Regions from separate parts of the Triticum aestivum genome. Here region 2 is linked to region 1. The links are chromatin contacts, called in public Hi-C maps. All regions are on one chromosome and are shown on one strand. Each heading gives the region's core, a stretch centred on a gene start, on an enhancer-like site or on the middle of the called end of the contact. The rest is flanking DNA. Distances are from core to core; before and after follow the strand shown. Region 1 holds the start of LOC123066093 (far upstream element-binding protein 3). Region 2 holds the start of LOC123071802.

The links. A called contact is a pair of places that touch in the nucleus more often than the background predicts.
Region 2: a contact with region 1 is called in a Hi-C map of leaf, with 5 times the contacts expected there. The contact joins the promoter of LOC123071802 here to the promoter of LOC123066093 in region 1. A contact is called at or near these places in 2 of 5 Hi-C or Micro-C datasets (both in leaf).

What each region holds. Positions count from the first base shown.
Region 1 is chr3B:692,896,607-692,904,448 of IWGSC CS RefSeq v2.1, forward strand. It overlaps LOC123066093 (far upstream element-binding protein 3), which reads right to left and starts at 3,055. Exons shown (of 6, transcript XM_044489246.1): 1 at 2,668-3,055; 2 at 2,114-2,328; 3 at 1,609-1,704; 4 at 1,460-1,531; 5 at 1,284-1,400. The coding sequence starts at 2,254.
Region 2 is chr3B:693,302,256-693,310,097 of IWGSC CS RefSeq v2.1, forward strand. It overlaps LOC123071802, which reads left to right and starts at 4,433. Exons shown (of 14, transcript XM_044495385.1): 1 at 4,433-4,900; 2 at 5,052-5,131; 3 at 5,645-5,838; 4 at 6,243-7,125; 5 at 7,229-7,350; 6 at 7,468-7,527. The coding sequence starts at 4,809.

The DNA.
Region 1 (7,842 bases), core at 1,805-4,304:
ACAAGACTATCAGATAGAGAAAAAAGATTTAAACATAAACAAGGGAACTGAAATACACCAAACTAATCTGCTGTAACTAGAAGGATATACTTGAATGGGCAGGACTTGCGGCTACAAAATATGCATGACATCTACTTCGATAACTTGCAAAGTAGAAAAATGGACAAACATTTACAAGATGAACACAACAAGTTGTCATGCATGACAAACTCAAGAGATGTAGTAAGGCCTCTACAGGCACAAAATAACCACAATAAAACATGAAGTGTTATTGAGCTGACAGAATATATATCATTCCTCTAAAAAAGAATATAAATATATAATAAGCCAATATAGAAAACCCAATAGATGGGCATGCAAAGTTTCCATGGTGAATACTCCAAAAGGCAAGAATTGGCAAGAAGTTTACAAGGAAAAAAGAAGGTTGGCTTAGATTCACTTTATCTGATGCATAACTGAGACACGTAGAATATCATGTATACTTCCAAACATGACACAGAACTCTGCAAACATAAGGATGCCAATTTTCGGGGAAAAATGAGTATCAAAGTGATATGCCACTAATGCCACAAGGCATATATGACAGACGTAAGTGGCTTAGGTCTTACCACTGCTGAAGAACAAAGCCCGACTACCCATCTTCTGTACAACAGTGGGTGATGGAGAATAATGAATTACTGAACCCAAATATATTATAGAGCTGTATCAGCACTGTGAACCATCATCTAGCCAAAAGAACTCTTAAAATAAAGCAATTTAGTTGTTGAATTTATCTTTCTAAGATCCCAGGGGTCATGAACAACCAAAAACGTTAAGGCCTTGACATTGTGATCACATAGTTGAAGAGCATACAACTTTCTGCACCGATGGATGGAAAAAAGAAATAATACCTATCATATGGTTCATAGCTACCAGGGATATCAATGAAGGTTACAACAGTCAGATGCAAAACTGTCATGGAGATATCATACGATCAACATAGATGATAAGTTACAAGCTAATGCCAGCAGTCTAGTTAAACTTATTATGCCTTACAATCAAGATGGATAGCTAATGCCAGCAGTCTAGTAAAACTCAAATATTTGCTCAATCATGGTAACATAAAAGGTGCAAGCAACATTTGAAAACATAAAGCGCATGTAGCAAACATGGTTTTAACTTCACGCAGACACGACATGTATAATACTAAAAAACAAATATATAGTTCCCCTTAAAACCTTCAAATAGCATGGAGAGCAATGCAACAGATTATAAATACAGATATAGATAAGTGCCAGAAGCACCTGACTGATGAGTTCTAGGACCATTGTTCTTGCAATCTCTATTTGATTCCAATTCCCAGTAAGTCGTATTTTTCTTTCTGTGGAAAGATCACCTTCTGGGAGATGTTGCGGGATTAACTACAAAAAAGGATATTAGTTTTCATTTTGAAGTGAATAAAAAATATGCATGCACTAACCTGAATGTCGGACCCAGACTTAGTTTTTAGAGCCTTAATGGTCTCACCTCCCTCCCCAATGACCAACCCAGCCTACATATTATGATAAAAGGAAATATATCAGAGCGCTTGAGTAAATTTTATGGCCGAGATTTGTTTTAAAGCCTCACCTTCTCATTTGGGACATGGATGTCCGCTTGCTCAGCACCAGATCGCGGAGTCCCAAAACTTCTAGCAGCGGGTGTACATGAATCACCTACATCAACCTGCGAAAGGATATGATTTAATTTGGGTCAGCTTCATCATATTCCACAATCTGGATTTTAATCTGAGGCGATCCCCAGGCACCTGATAGTTTCCCCAGATTTACCAATCAAAACACCTGCCTACAATACTCGTCTTCCACATTCAGCTAACAGCTTAGCGTAACAAAATGGAGAAATGGTCTGAAAGTGAATTCCAATTTAAAGATTTCGGGGAATACGTGCATAGAAATATCATCGCAAATTAACTTCCAAGTAAAATGTGTCTCTTGCTTGCTTACGACCTAATTCTTGCCTATTGGATAATTCACACTAAATGATCAGATATTTTGGGGGCAATGCAGCAACTAGAATATGTATATTCACGCAGAAATAAGCACTGGACATAATAACAAGGATAAGTAGACAGTACCTTGCTTTGAGTAATTTCAATTTTTCGCGTCACTTCTTGGGTAAGCCCTACAGCACTCTGCTGTTCTGGTGAGGGTACATTGTCCTCTTGACGATGTTCTGAACATTCTTTTGGAATGTTTACCTCAGAGCTACACAGCATGCTTTCATTGAAAGGAGCATCCCCATTCACCGATTCTGATGTTTCAGGTTCATGCACTTCAATTTGAGTAATACCTAGTGCAGATAAGAAAAAATAAACAATCTTATTCATGATAACAATGTAATGTAATACGACAATTGCAACTCATATTCGCTATAAGTCAACAACTATGGGAATTACACAAACAACTCAATGAAAAAAACATTTTTAACCCCTTTGATTGGTTTTAAAATTGAGCAAGAGCACCATATGCAATCCTTACCCATACCAACTCAACCCTCATTGGCATTGCTCCGAAAAAATCGCGAATCAGCCTAGAGATTGCGCAAAATCTAGCACGCCTAGACATATTACACAAATACAACGCGCATCAAACCGAGACGATGTAAAAAAGAGAACGGCGAATAATATACCTGACCCGTTGCCCTCGCCGTCGCCGCGCGGCCGCCTGGACCCTGTCTCCGCCGTCTCCTCCCCCCCTTCTCATCCCACCCCAGCCCGATCCTCGGCGCCGCCGCCACCCTGCTCCGCGTCCATCGGCAGCATCGCCTCCTCCCCTTCTGTCTCACCAAGCTTCCTCTTATAATCGAGACCGGGTGGAGGCACCGCCCCCTCCTCCGCCATCGGCGTCGGCACGGTCCCAGCCGCCGTTTCCGTAGCCGTGACCGGCGCTGTCGCTTGCGCGGGCTCGCTTGTCCTGGCGCTAGCGTCGGTCTCCGCCATTGGTGGGGGTGGGCTAGGGTTTTGGTTTTGGCGCGAGGACGCGGGGGGCTCGTGTAGCGGGGAAGACGGGACTCTGGAAGAGGGAGGCGCGGCGAGACGGGCATCGCTTTTTTTTTTTTTTTTGAGTAACAGACGGGCATCGCTATGCCTCGCGTTCAGCGAATCGAGGCTGAAGCGCGCGAGCATATGGGCCGACCCAGGTTCGCGTGTAGTACTGCACGGCCTCATTTTCTTTCTCTTTTTTTCACGTTTTTATTTCGTTTTTTATTCCGTTTTTTAAGTTTCTTTACACTTTCAAATAGCCTAAACATATAGGAGTATATACAAAAACATTTACTTAACATTTAGAAAAATATTAATCATACATTTAAAAAATGGTGAACAAGTATTTAGAAAATGTTGAAGGAGTATTTGAAAAATGTGATCATGTATTTAAAAAATGTTGGACAAGTATAAAAAAATGTTAAACAAGTATTTGAAAATTGTTGAACAACTATTCCAATAAAAATGAACAAGTATTTGAAAAACATGTTGATCATGTATATGAAAATGTTGAACAAATATTTGAAAAATGTTGAACAATTATTTGAAAAAATGAATGAAAAACAAAAAGAAACAAACAAAAAAACAAAAAAGAAAAAGAAAAAATGAAGAAGAAAAAAGAAAACCAAACAGAAAAATGGAGAAGAAAAAATAAAACCAAATAAAAATGGAGAAGAAAAAAGAAAAGCAAACAGCAAAGAAGAAAACCCGAAACAAAACAAAAAAACAGTGGAGAAAAAAGCTTTTTTACCTTAAGTAGGTCGCGTCCTACATATCATCACGAACTCCACACATAGCGCAGTGGTTGGAAGGGATACATATCATCGCCATAAACTATCCCTTCCAACTCGCGTAAAGCGAGAAACAACGCTCGCGTGCCAAACAATTGCGAGCTCGGAACTGAAGGTGGGTTTTGGGTCATGAACCAGTTGACTACGGCAGAACTAGGCTTTTATTACACAAAGTTGGACCGGGACGCAACTAAACATATCCCGGACATCTGGATCCAGTTTACTTTAGGCCTCATATGACGGCCTTTACGTGGCCTTTGAAAAAAACACAAATTTGGTACCGTTGTCTCACAAAAAAACTTAATTTGATACCGCCCTAAAATGGTGGTGATCCAAATTTCTATATCTAAATGGTTGTAGTCTGATAAACGCTCTATATTATGGTCATTGCACCGTTTTCGTGGTCGGGATCTTTGAGCAATGGGTTGATTTGTTTGGCGTTCATGCAGGTGACATACTTCTTTTTTTGGGTCGATGCTCTGGCCAAGACTCTGATGAATGAACTGCAAGAAGAGCATGAAGAATGGTTGCGCATGCTGCCACAAACGGTAGTGGCCGCAGCACAAGCTCCGGAAGAAGAGATGGAGGGCGAAGCACGCACTGACAGAGAGCTAGCTATTGAGCTTAGGATGTTGAAGAAGAAAGTTAGCAAGCTTAAAGATAAAGCACAAATACCAATACCCATTTGCAATTACTTTTAGGCATTTGTAGGTATGGTAATCGCACTTGGTGTAATGTTGAAATTGTATGAAAAGGCATGAATTATGAAGGAATTTACAAGCTTGAAATTGTATGAGAAATTCACCTAGTTTAAATGTTGGTCAAAGTTGTTTAAATGTTGAAAAAAGAGAGAGAAGAAGTGACCAACATGTAAATATGTTGAAAAAAGGGAGAAGAAATGAGGAATTCAGAAACTGTTGATCAATGAAATGCAGCTCTTTACTCTGTCTTTCTGTTAAAAAAAGGTTCCTCTGTGGGCCAAATTCAGAGTGTAGAGCCAAGTGTCGGCTAGACTAATGGACCAACTGATCCAATTAGGCCCATTTGGGGGTTCTCTTGCGTGTTTTTCTGTTTTCTATTCTGATTTAATTTAGGCAGTAAATCATAATGATGAAACTTTTTGTGGAAGCTAATTGAATTACTCCAGAACCAAATAATTAAGTTTAGAATTTTTTAGAGATGTTAAATATTTAATAGCAATTTAATTACTCCAATTCAAATACACCATGATTTAAATCAAAGACCAAAATGTCATGAAAAATGTGCCTCAGCTCTGGTAGAGGTTTACACCTGGTGCCAAAATTAATGAACATTTTTTAAGGGCATTACATTGAGAAAAAACTAATTTGTCTAAAAAATGAAGGGTGAAAAATGCACAAAAAATTGGTGTGGTTGGGGACTCGAACCCAGGACCGCGTGCGTTTGTGGCATTTAGGGTTGCGCTGGTAACCGCTAGGGCAAATAGAAAGACTTTGACATGGGTAGGTAAGAAAAGTATGCATAGTGAGACCGTTTGTTTGTACTGAATGTTTGCACACGTGTGAGAGTGGTTTTTCTTTGTTTTGCACTCAAATTTTGAAGGGTTGCAAACGTATGTTTGCATTACCACATGATTTTGGTTAGCGTGGCACTTGGTTTAGGATTTAAAGGGAATACATTTGCATGTTAGTTCATGACTTTGTTTAGGGAAGAAATGATATGTTTGAGTACGGAACTTTTTTAACACACTTAATAACTTGGATAGATAAGCTGCAACACACCGTACCCTTACATAGATGGATACCCATAGATAAGTTCACGGACACGACACGACACGACACGACACGCACAACATAGAAAAGCAACAAAATAAAAATGATAAAACGAAAACATGACAAGCTTGACTCTGGGCTCGCACCCCTTCTTGAACATCTTCATGTTGACCTCCTTCTTCCACCTTGGCCGCGCGCCCCTTCAACACCGTCTTCAACTTCACACCTCCTCCTCCTCGTCGTCGTAGGGAAGGGAGTGCATCTGGCTTGGAGTGGGGAAGACGCTCTCGTACTTGGTGTAGATGTTGTACAGCGTGAAGAAGATAGACTCGCAGCCGCACCAAAAGACTTGGCCGAGGAGCTCGCGCGCGTCAAATGGGTTGGTGAAGGTGACCGTGAGCAGTAGGAGGATGCCGCCGCGGTTACGAACCTCGTTGAGGGTGAACATCCTAGGCGAGCCCCGTGGGAGGTGGGCATAGCCGGCTCTGAGGAAGTGATGTCTACTACACAACCTTCTTCTTGTAGACATTGTTGGGCCTTCAAGTGCAGAGGTTTGTAAGATAGTAGCAAATTTTCCTCAAGTAGATGACCTAAGGTTTATCAATTCGTGGGAGGTGTAGGATGAAGATGGTCTCTCTCAAATAACCCTGCAACTAAATAACAAAGAGTCTCTTGTGTCCCCAACACACCCAATACAATGGTAAATTGTATAGGTGCACTAGTTCGGCGAAGAGATGGTGTTACAAGTGCAGTATGGATGATAGATATGGGTATTTGTAATCTGAAATTATAAAAACAGCAAGGTAACAAGTGGTAAAAATGACGTAAACGGTATTGCAATGCTAGGAAACAAGGCATAAGGTTCATACTTTCACTAGTGCAAGTTCTCTCAACAATAATAACATGACTGGATCATATAACTATCCCTCAACATGCAACAAAGAGTCACTCCAAAGACTAATAGCGGAGAACAAACAAAGAGATTATGGTAGGATACGAAACCACCTCAAAGTTATCCTTTCTGTTCTATCTATTCAAGAGTCCGTAGTAAAATAACATGAAGCTATTCTTTCCGTTCGATCTATCATAGAGTTCGTACTAGAATAACACCTTAAGATACAAATCAACCAAAACCCTGCTCGTCCAAGTTAATAGGTTAGTCCCAAAAATAATATAAAAGTGCTTAGTAAAGCCCATAAACATCCAAAACAGATAATATAATAGCATGAATGCTTCATAAATTATAGATACGTTGGAGACATATCAACATCCCCAAGCTTAATTCTTGCTCGTCCTCGAGTAGGTAAATGATAAAAGAAAGAATTTATGAAGTGTGAATGCTAGCGGTGCACAAGTTTGATCAATGATAATTTCAATCACCTTTTCTAGCATGATTATATGTCATAACAGTAGTTCATCTCATAAAACTTCTCAAGATCAAGTAACAAGCTATTCACATGTTAAAGCATAGACCATAACATTCTTGAAAACTAGCAAACGTCATTCTCGGTCATCAAACAATTACGATTCATCTTATTTTCAGGAAGGGTCTATGTCAGAGCTTTGATTTAGCAAACTCCACATACTCAACTATTATATAGTCTTCCATGATTGCTACCACTCAAAGCATATTCTTAGAACAAATAGCATACATCAAACACAGAGAAAGATAGGGGCTTAGTGTTTTGCCTCCCAACTCACTTATCATATAGATAATTGTCAACAATAATAATTCATGATCAAATATATTTGCATGGCCATATATGCTTAGATCTTTCCCCAACACACGATGCTTGCCAACTAAAGAGTAGGTAGGAATGAGAAGGAATACTACTGACTCTTGCATAAAAGTAAAAGATAGGCCCTTCGCAGAGGGAAGCAGGGATTTCCAGAGGTGCCAAAGCTCGATTTTGAAATAGAGATGAAAATAATTTTGAGAGGTATGCTTTCATTGTCAACATAACAATCAAGAGTTCCCAATATCTTCCATACTACATACATTATAGGCCATTCCCAAACAGAGTGGTAAAGTTTTTACTCCCCCTCCACCAACAATCATCAATCCATGGTTTGCCCGAAATAACGGGTGCCTCCAACTAACATCAATCCTGGGGGAGTTTTTTTTGCAATTATTTTTGATTTGATTTTGATCTTTTGATCATGGGACTGGGCATCCCAGTTACCAGCCATTTTTCTCGTGAATGATGAGTGGAGTCCACTCATTGTGAGAATAACCCACCTAGCATGGAAGATGCTGACAGCCCCTAGTCGCTACATGAGC
Region 2 (7,842 bases), core at 3,183-5,682, 410 kb after region 1:
TGATCGAAAATTTCATCTTCACGCTCATCTTCTACAATCATGTTGAGCACGATCACACAAGCAGTCATCACCTCGCACGGTTCGAATCCTGCCGACCACGATTTTTTTGCCATTTCTTTAGAGGGTCAACTTATAGTAGCTTTGCAAGCATTTTCCCGCTTTACTTTCCTGCAATAAAGAAGTGAAAACCATATATCGTCCATGACATTTTTCTGGAGGGTCGAGATATAATAGAATTGTGAGCATTTATCCCCTCTTTGCTTTCCTGCAACAAAGGAATGATCACTATATATCGTGTTTCTTTAGTTGAGTAGCTCGAGGTATACATTTTTCCTCGTAACTCCAAACGGCCGATGCAGACGGATGCGGATTTGATCTGTTTTTTGTTTGTTTGGGTCGATTGTAGGGGGCGGCGGCCGGCCCTGTCCGCGTTTTGCTAGTGAGGGCGCTCAAAGTTTACACATCACAAAAGAAAAGAAGCCGATATATCTATTGGTTGCCAAAGTGAGTCCACGTATGCTCAACTAAATCATCTTGAAGTTGAATGTGAGTTGTCCAATCACGTATTTCCTGATGAAATTGAGAGAATTGTGCAAATGTTGCCGGTCCTCCATGCTCATACACAACATTTTCATTCTAAAATTGAAACCCTTGATTGAAAATTTCATCTTCACGCTCATCTTCTACAATCATGTTGAGCACGATCACACAAGCAGTCATCACCTCGCACAACTTCTTGGTGCTCCAAGTTCTAGCAGGATACCAAATGATGGTTCATCGAGATTGAAGCACACCGAAAGCAGGCCCCACGCCTTTCTAGCACTCTCTTGTGTTAACCCTCTTCTCTCCTATCAGATTGGAGACTGCCTTGAAAAGAGTTGTCCATTGAGGGCAGATACCATCAGTTAGGTAGCATCCATTGTTGTAGTGGTGGCCATTGATCTCAAAGTTGACCTTTGGGCAGTTACCTTCCGCAAACTTTTCGAACACAGGAGAGCGCTGAAGCACGTTGATGTCACTATGAGAACCAGTCATGCCGAAAAAAAAGTGCCAAATCCAGAAATCTCATGAAGCCACAACTTCAAGTACGACAATGCAACCTTCAACATCCCCTATATTGCCCCTGCCAAGCAGATGGACAGTTCTTCCACCTCTAGTGCATACAATACATGCTATCAAGCATCCTCGAAAAGCCCCTGTCTGCATTGATCGCCAAGATTTGTTTGTATCCGCAGCATTTGGCTCTCTCGGGTACTCCGGGCCAAAACACTGCTACCACAACCTTGCAGAACTTGTACATTGATGCAAGGCATATGGACTCACTCATGCGCTTATCAACTATATCACCACACTAGTGGAAAAAAACTTAGCTATGGCGTGCCAAAAACAACCTTGCTGGTGTAGACACATGATGCCACAAATATGGCGCCATTGCTAAAATGTAGTGGCGGCGTTGGAGGACACATCAGCAGTATCCTACATCGTGCTGGCGTATCACCAATCCAACGCCAGCACTAAGTTCATCATAACTCTGGCGTGCCTGCTCGTCCAACGCCAACAAATGCTTTTTTTGTAATAAAAAATTACTCATCGACACTAGCTACTTACTTAATAGATACTACTGAACACAATATACTCAACAACACTAGGTACTTACTTAATAGTTAATCATTACATAAAGAGGCTCATGAACTCAACAAGTTGATATTAAACTTCACGAAGTTCACTCAAGTACTCTAGTTACTCGATCATCATCAACTAATAAGATGAGCTGGCTAGCTACTTAAAAAATTAATCTTCAGCAAGGAGTATACCCAGCTGCATCAACTTCTTTCTATCCGCCTCTCCTTCTCTTCTGAAATGATCTATGTCCATCTTTAGGTCAATCCTCTCACCTCTGAGGCGTCTCCTATCCTCCTTCAGTTTATCCGGTCCTCGACAAGCTTATCCCTCTCGTCCCTAAGCTGATTAGTCTCCTGAACGAGCCGAACAACATCCTTGCGTAGCTCTTTAATCTCCCCCTTTAGATCGTCCTTTGCGTCTTGCACGCCCTTGATGACATACTCAAAAGTGTTTAAGAATTCATTGTTAGCCATGTCCACATCGCACACCGACTCGTTGTTGCCTCCAGAATTGGCCATGACCTACAAACACATCACGTATATATACGATCAAGATAATATGCAATGTAAAATAGTTCATGTGTTGGAAATATATGATTTGTAAAGTTTCATTATCAAATACTTGGTGTGAGTTGTATCAAAACAAAATCAGATACTTTTATGATGAATAGTGCATGTGTTGGAAAGACATGATTTTGTTAATTAAGTAGAATGGATAAAATTATGAATCTATTTTGATAAATAAGATATAGCAAGCTGACTTCTATACATACACATACTATCATATATAAGAATAACTTTTGTATGCAAAGCTATTTGATTTACATATACCAGTCAACCTATGCATAGATGTGTAAAGAAAACTAAAATGATAACTTTGAAGATTATACATAACACATTCTATAAATTTCTAATAAACTTGCTCAGATTCGCCAACGGAGGGGAGACACAATAGCAATTGGACGATTATCACTACAATTTCCGGCCGTTTGGTGTGTCCGCACGAACGGAGGAGTGGATCTAATCTTGGCGCCGGCGAGGGGCGGCGACGACTTTGGTCCAACAGGAGTTGTGTCTAGCTACGACCGGGCCGGGTGGGTTGTGAAATGAGAGTGAGCGGTGGACTTAGGTATTTTACTAGGTCATTGATGGCGTTGGAAAAAATGGCAGCGCAATAACTAATCACAAGCCAAATAAAATGATGGTAAAAAAGCATAATATAATTATATATCATGACGTGCAAAGAAAAATAACGCCAGCACTAACAAAATAACTATGGCGTGCAAAGCAAACCAACGTCGCCAATGTTTTCCAAACGGCGAGTGTATATGGGCCAATAGATTTGTGGCGTTTACAAAACAATCAACGCTAGCACTATGCTTGTAAAGTTGTTGTATGGATTTGGCCTACGCCAACACTATTTAAAAAAATAGTGCTGACGCGGATGTAAAATGCCGCACCACCAACGAAATTGTGGAGAGCACTTTTTCCACTAGTGCCAAGAGTTCCGTATGCAAACATCCAAATAGCTTCAGTGCATTTCTCATATGAGAAGAAGCCAATCTTTTCAATGACATCCTCGTTGCATACGAAATAATCACCATACGCCATCATTACCTCACGAATACAGTTGAACGCATGCCTAGCCATCCGGATCTGACGTCGGAATAGTTTGGGATTAAAGAGTGGAGACGTGCACTGAAAGTAATCGACGAAGAGTAGGCAATGGTCGACCTCTCTGCTGCGATTCAACGCGTGAGCATGGTCTGGGATCGCTTCCCTGAACCTCGACCGTTGCCTAGCAATGTGGTCATTGACGACCATAGTCACAACCACAGATTCCTCCCCGTCCGACGGTGAATCGTCTAATGAACACATAAAGTTGTTGAAAAAGAACTCATCCCCACTATCCATGGTACCTTGCGGACGTGGTGGAGAAGCCGACCGGTGAAGAGCCCCGTTCCTTTCCCGAGCATAGGAGACACGCCGTCGAAGTGGAGGCTGCCGTGGGGCGAGGCTGGCGGGCTTGGAGTTAGGCAGGCGACGGTGGAGTCGCTGTGGTGGCGTGGCCGTGGAGGTGCTACGACGACGGCGAAAAGAGACAACCAACGTTGGGAAGAGCGGACATCAGATGGGGCGTCGATGTGAGGGAAGTGTGTGGATGCAGGTGGCGGCCTGAGCAACGTCCGAGCAACCTAAAGTGGGAGGCGACGGCGATGCGGCGTGGTCGGAAGTGTTGAATGTGGAGGTAAGAGGGGAGAACGGCATTGTGCCACTGATAGGGGGGTGAGGAGGGGGCAGGGGGACAAGGGCGGGCGTCCCGTGCGTCCGCGCTGACACAAACCCAATTCAATTTTAGGCCGGAAATGGATCGCGGGCTGACGAAAAACGGACATCTGCCCGTTTGCATCGGTGCAAAGCGCCGTGCTTTTTTATCTGTTTAGATCCAAATGGTTCACGCATGGACAAAATGCGTCGGGGCGTTGAAGTTGCCCTAATTTCCTTTAACAAAGGAATGATCATCATGTACTAGCCTGTTTCTTTGTTGCGAGAGGACAGGGAGCTCCAGACGGCATGGGAACGGGAGCAGAGCATAGAAGCGTGCCCAGAGGGAAGACGCGCCGGTACCGTTCGACCAGGTTGCCCGATCGATGCTAGGCAGTTCCTGGTCCCAGACCTGGCGGAGCTCCGTTTCCCCGTCGGGGCAGGCAGGTGATACGCAGTAACGCAGATCACGTGGTCGCACTGCACGGAACGGGGCTGGCGTCGGGCCTGTACACCGCAGCGCCAGCGCGCACATGCGGCGCCGGAAGCCGTCGGACGTCACGCGAACGACCGCGACGCGACCCGACCCCGCCCGCCACGCGGCGACGGGCCAGGCGACACTTGGCTCTGCCGCCCCGCCTCGACCGGAAACGGCCGCTCCCCACCTGAACCCCGACGCTCCTCCGCCCCGCACCCCACTCAACCCCGCGGCCCTCGCTCGCTCGACTCCCTCCTCCTTCACCTCCCGGGGCGCATTAACACCTTCCTAATCAGTTTCCCCTTCGCATCCCCGCTCCAATCCGCGCCGCGTTCCAATCCATTTCCGCCCCCTCCAATCATCCCCAAACCCTACCCGCCGCCGCGCCGCCGCGCCGCCCACCGCCCGCCGCGCGGGGGCAGGGAGGCAGGGAGGAGGAGAAGATGGGCCGGTGGGGGATGAAGCTCGGCGACATGGCCGAGTTCCAGTGCTTCGTCTGCAAGGACGCCGGCGACGTCCGCGTCTGCGACGCCAGGTGAGCGCCGCCCCTCGCCGCGCCCCGGGGTTTTCTCCCTCCTCTGTTCCGCGCGAAATCCGCGCCGCGTCGGCGGCCGGCGAATCGCCCGGTGACAATCGCCGCTGAGAATCTCGCTGAACATTAATTGCCCTGCCGTGCCGCCTTTCAGGAACTGCCTCAAGAGCTACCACCCGGGCTGCGTGGGGAAGGAGGACGACTTCATTGATTCCAGCGAGCAACACGTCTGTGGTGAGCGCCTACGCATGGTCGCCCCTGCTTGTTTTACCACGCGTGACCTGCTACGGGAATCGGCGCTACGTTCCTGCGCCTGTCATGCTGCGTGTCCACATTCAGTCATCCATTATTCCTTGGTCACAGCCGAGGATCCTAGATCATGTCCTGCACCTGTGAAACGAACGAAACACCTGCTCTTCATGTTCCTGTCTTTTTCTTCCATGTAAACAGAAAACTGCTGGATGCTTAACCTTCTAGGACACATATGTTTTTATCATCATCCCAGCATCATGCAACATGATAGTAAAACTGTGTTCCAGTGCCGCAATTTCTCCATCTAGAAACTTTGCAGACATAAGCACAACATGTTGCAATGGGAACACATTTTCTTGTTTTTCACTTCACAGCCTTGATTATGCCAAACACTACATAACTCCCCCCCTGACTTCAATTTATCAAATGCTTCTTTTACTGCTGTCCTGTAAAATAATGGTACTGGTCCTTGCGCCTAATTTTAACTATTTTCAGATTGGCATAAATGTTCTAATTGTGGAAGTGATGCACTCTATTTATGCTTGTGCTGTCCAAGTTCCTCTGCTTGTGGAGACTGCTTTGGAAAAGTTGATTTTGTCCCAGTGAAGCAGAGCAACGAACTCAACATGGGATTCTGCCGCAGCTGTTTTAATATGGCAATAGTGACTGAGAAAGATGATGCTGAAGAGGTAACGACATGCATATGGAATATGGTCATATGCATACCCCCCCAAGCTCATTTTTGAATTACAATAACAAGCTTCCATTTTTCAAAGTGGCACTAAGTTCCAATTAGCACGCATGCTATTCCATTAGTTGTCACCCCCCCTTCCCATTAGCACGCATGCTATTCCATTAGTTGTCACCCGCCCCCCCCCCCCCCCCCCCCCCAATTCCGCCCAAAAAATTAACAGCCTTGTTCCTTACCATAAAGCTGTTCACTGTATATTTACCTGCAAGTTGCCCACCTGCACTTGTGTTGGATTTCTTAGTAGATAGAAGTCAGGCTGGCTTAAAAAAATGCCAGTTTACTCATCCAATATGTTTTTTCCCTTTTGTCTTTTTTCTGACAAGAGTTCATGTGCATCTCCAGGCAAAGGTTGTTTTCGAAGGTACCCCGGAGCACTATCAAATATTGTTTAAAGATTACTGGACAATACTTAATGACAAGGAGTGTTTTACATTGCTCGACTTGCAACTAGCAAGTATTCGTCATAAAAGAAGCCTACAGTGTAAAGAAGGGAAGGATTCAGATGAGTATCACAAGACAGATGGAAAGCCATTGGGTGACAATGATGGTGCTGGGCCATCATCTCTTCTTGACACAATGGACAAACCAAATGAAGTGCAAGCAACTTTGAAGAGAAAGAAACTGGAGAAGAGAACATATGTTGGGTGGGGTTCAAAAGAGCTAACAGAATTCCTATCATGTATTGGTAAGAATGCAAGCACGCCTCTTGACCATTTCAAAGTTGCTGAAGTTGTCAGGGACTATGTTCGACAGAACAATCTTCTAGATGGTAAGAAGAAGAAATCTGTCACGTGTGATGAGAACCTGCATTCTTTATTTAACAAAAGGAAATTTAAGTACAACATGATCCATAGCTTGGTGGAAACGCATCTTTCCGCAAATGCGATTTCAGAGGATGAAAGTGATGGATCTGTGGATGATAATGGTTACACGGTGAAAAAGAAGCCTCGGAATAGTTTGGAGCCAAAAATTCCTAAGAGTGTTTCAGGAATAGACCCAATAATTCCTAAGAGTGTTTCAGGAATAAACAAGAAATGTCTTGCCGCTCTCAATCCGAATAACCTGAATCTGATTTATCTGAGAAGAACTTTAGTTGTAAAACTTCTGACTGAGCTAGACACATTTGAACAGAAAGTTATTGGCTGTTTGGTCAGAGTGAAGAATGATCTCAAGAGTTATACTTATATGATGACTAAGAAATATTACCAGATTGGACTAGTTACAGGTAATGTCCAGTTGAATCCACTTGTCTTTGGATGGTTCTGCTATTTTTTTTCCATTCTAAGAAAGGCCTTAATTTTCTCACCCCGTGAAAACATCGATAACAGGCATTAAGAAATCTTCAGAAGAATACAAGATTAAGGATACATGTACAGATGTTCTTTTATGTGTTTCCGGCATGTGGGATGATGTCAAGATCTCAATGCTATCAGAAGAGGACTTTGAGGAGGTATGTTTTGTTTACTCCAGTAGGATTTATTTTAGTATTGGCCTGGCACCTACTTCAAAAACAGCCTCCTTTTTGAATTGGCCTGGTCAAATAATGCTCTTTTATTCTTGATAACAGGATGAGTGCAATGATCTTCTTCTGTTGGCCAAGAAAGAGCTCTTCAAAAGACCTACTGTTGTAAGTTTTCATTTTTAACTGCAATGTTTGTCCTCCTTGTGCTATGCGTCTGTAGTTAAATTGGTCTAGGCATTTTCTCTCTTTCTTCTCTGTTCCCATTTGATGCATCCACGACTAAGAAATACTTGAGGAGGAAGAACAGGCCTACATTATGTAGTCATAAGGAAGGGATTTGTTTTTAAGGAATTGACTGTCGGTAGTCCTGTTGGTTGGATACTACCCCCTCCGTCTCAAAATGTAAGACATTTTCAGATACTCCCTTTGTATCAAAAAACGCCTTACATAGTTACATTTTGAGACAGGGGGAGTATTTTC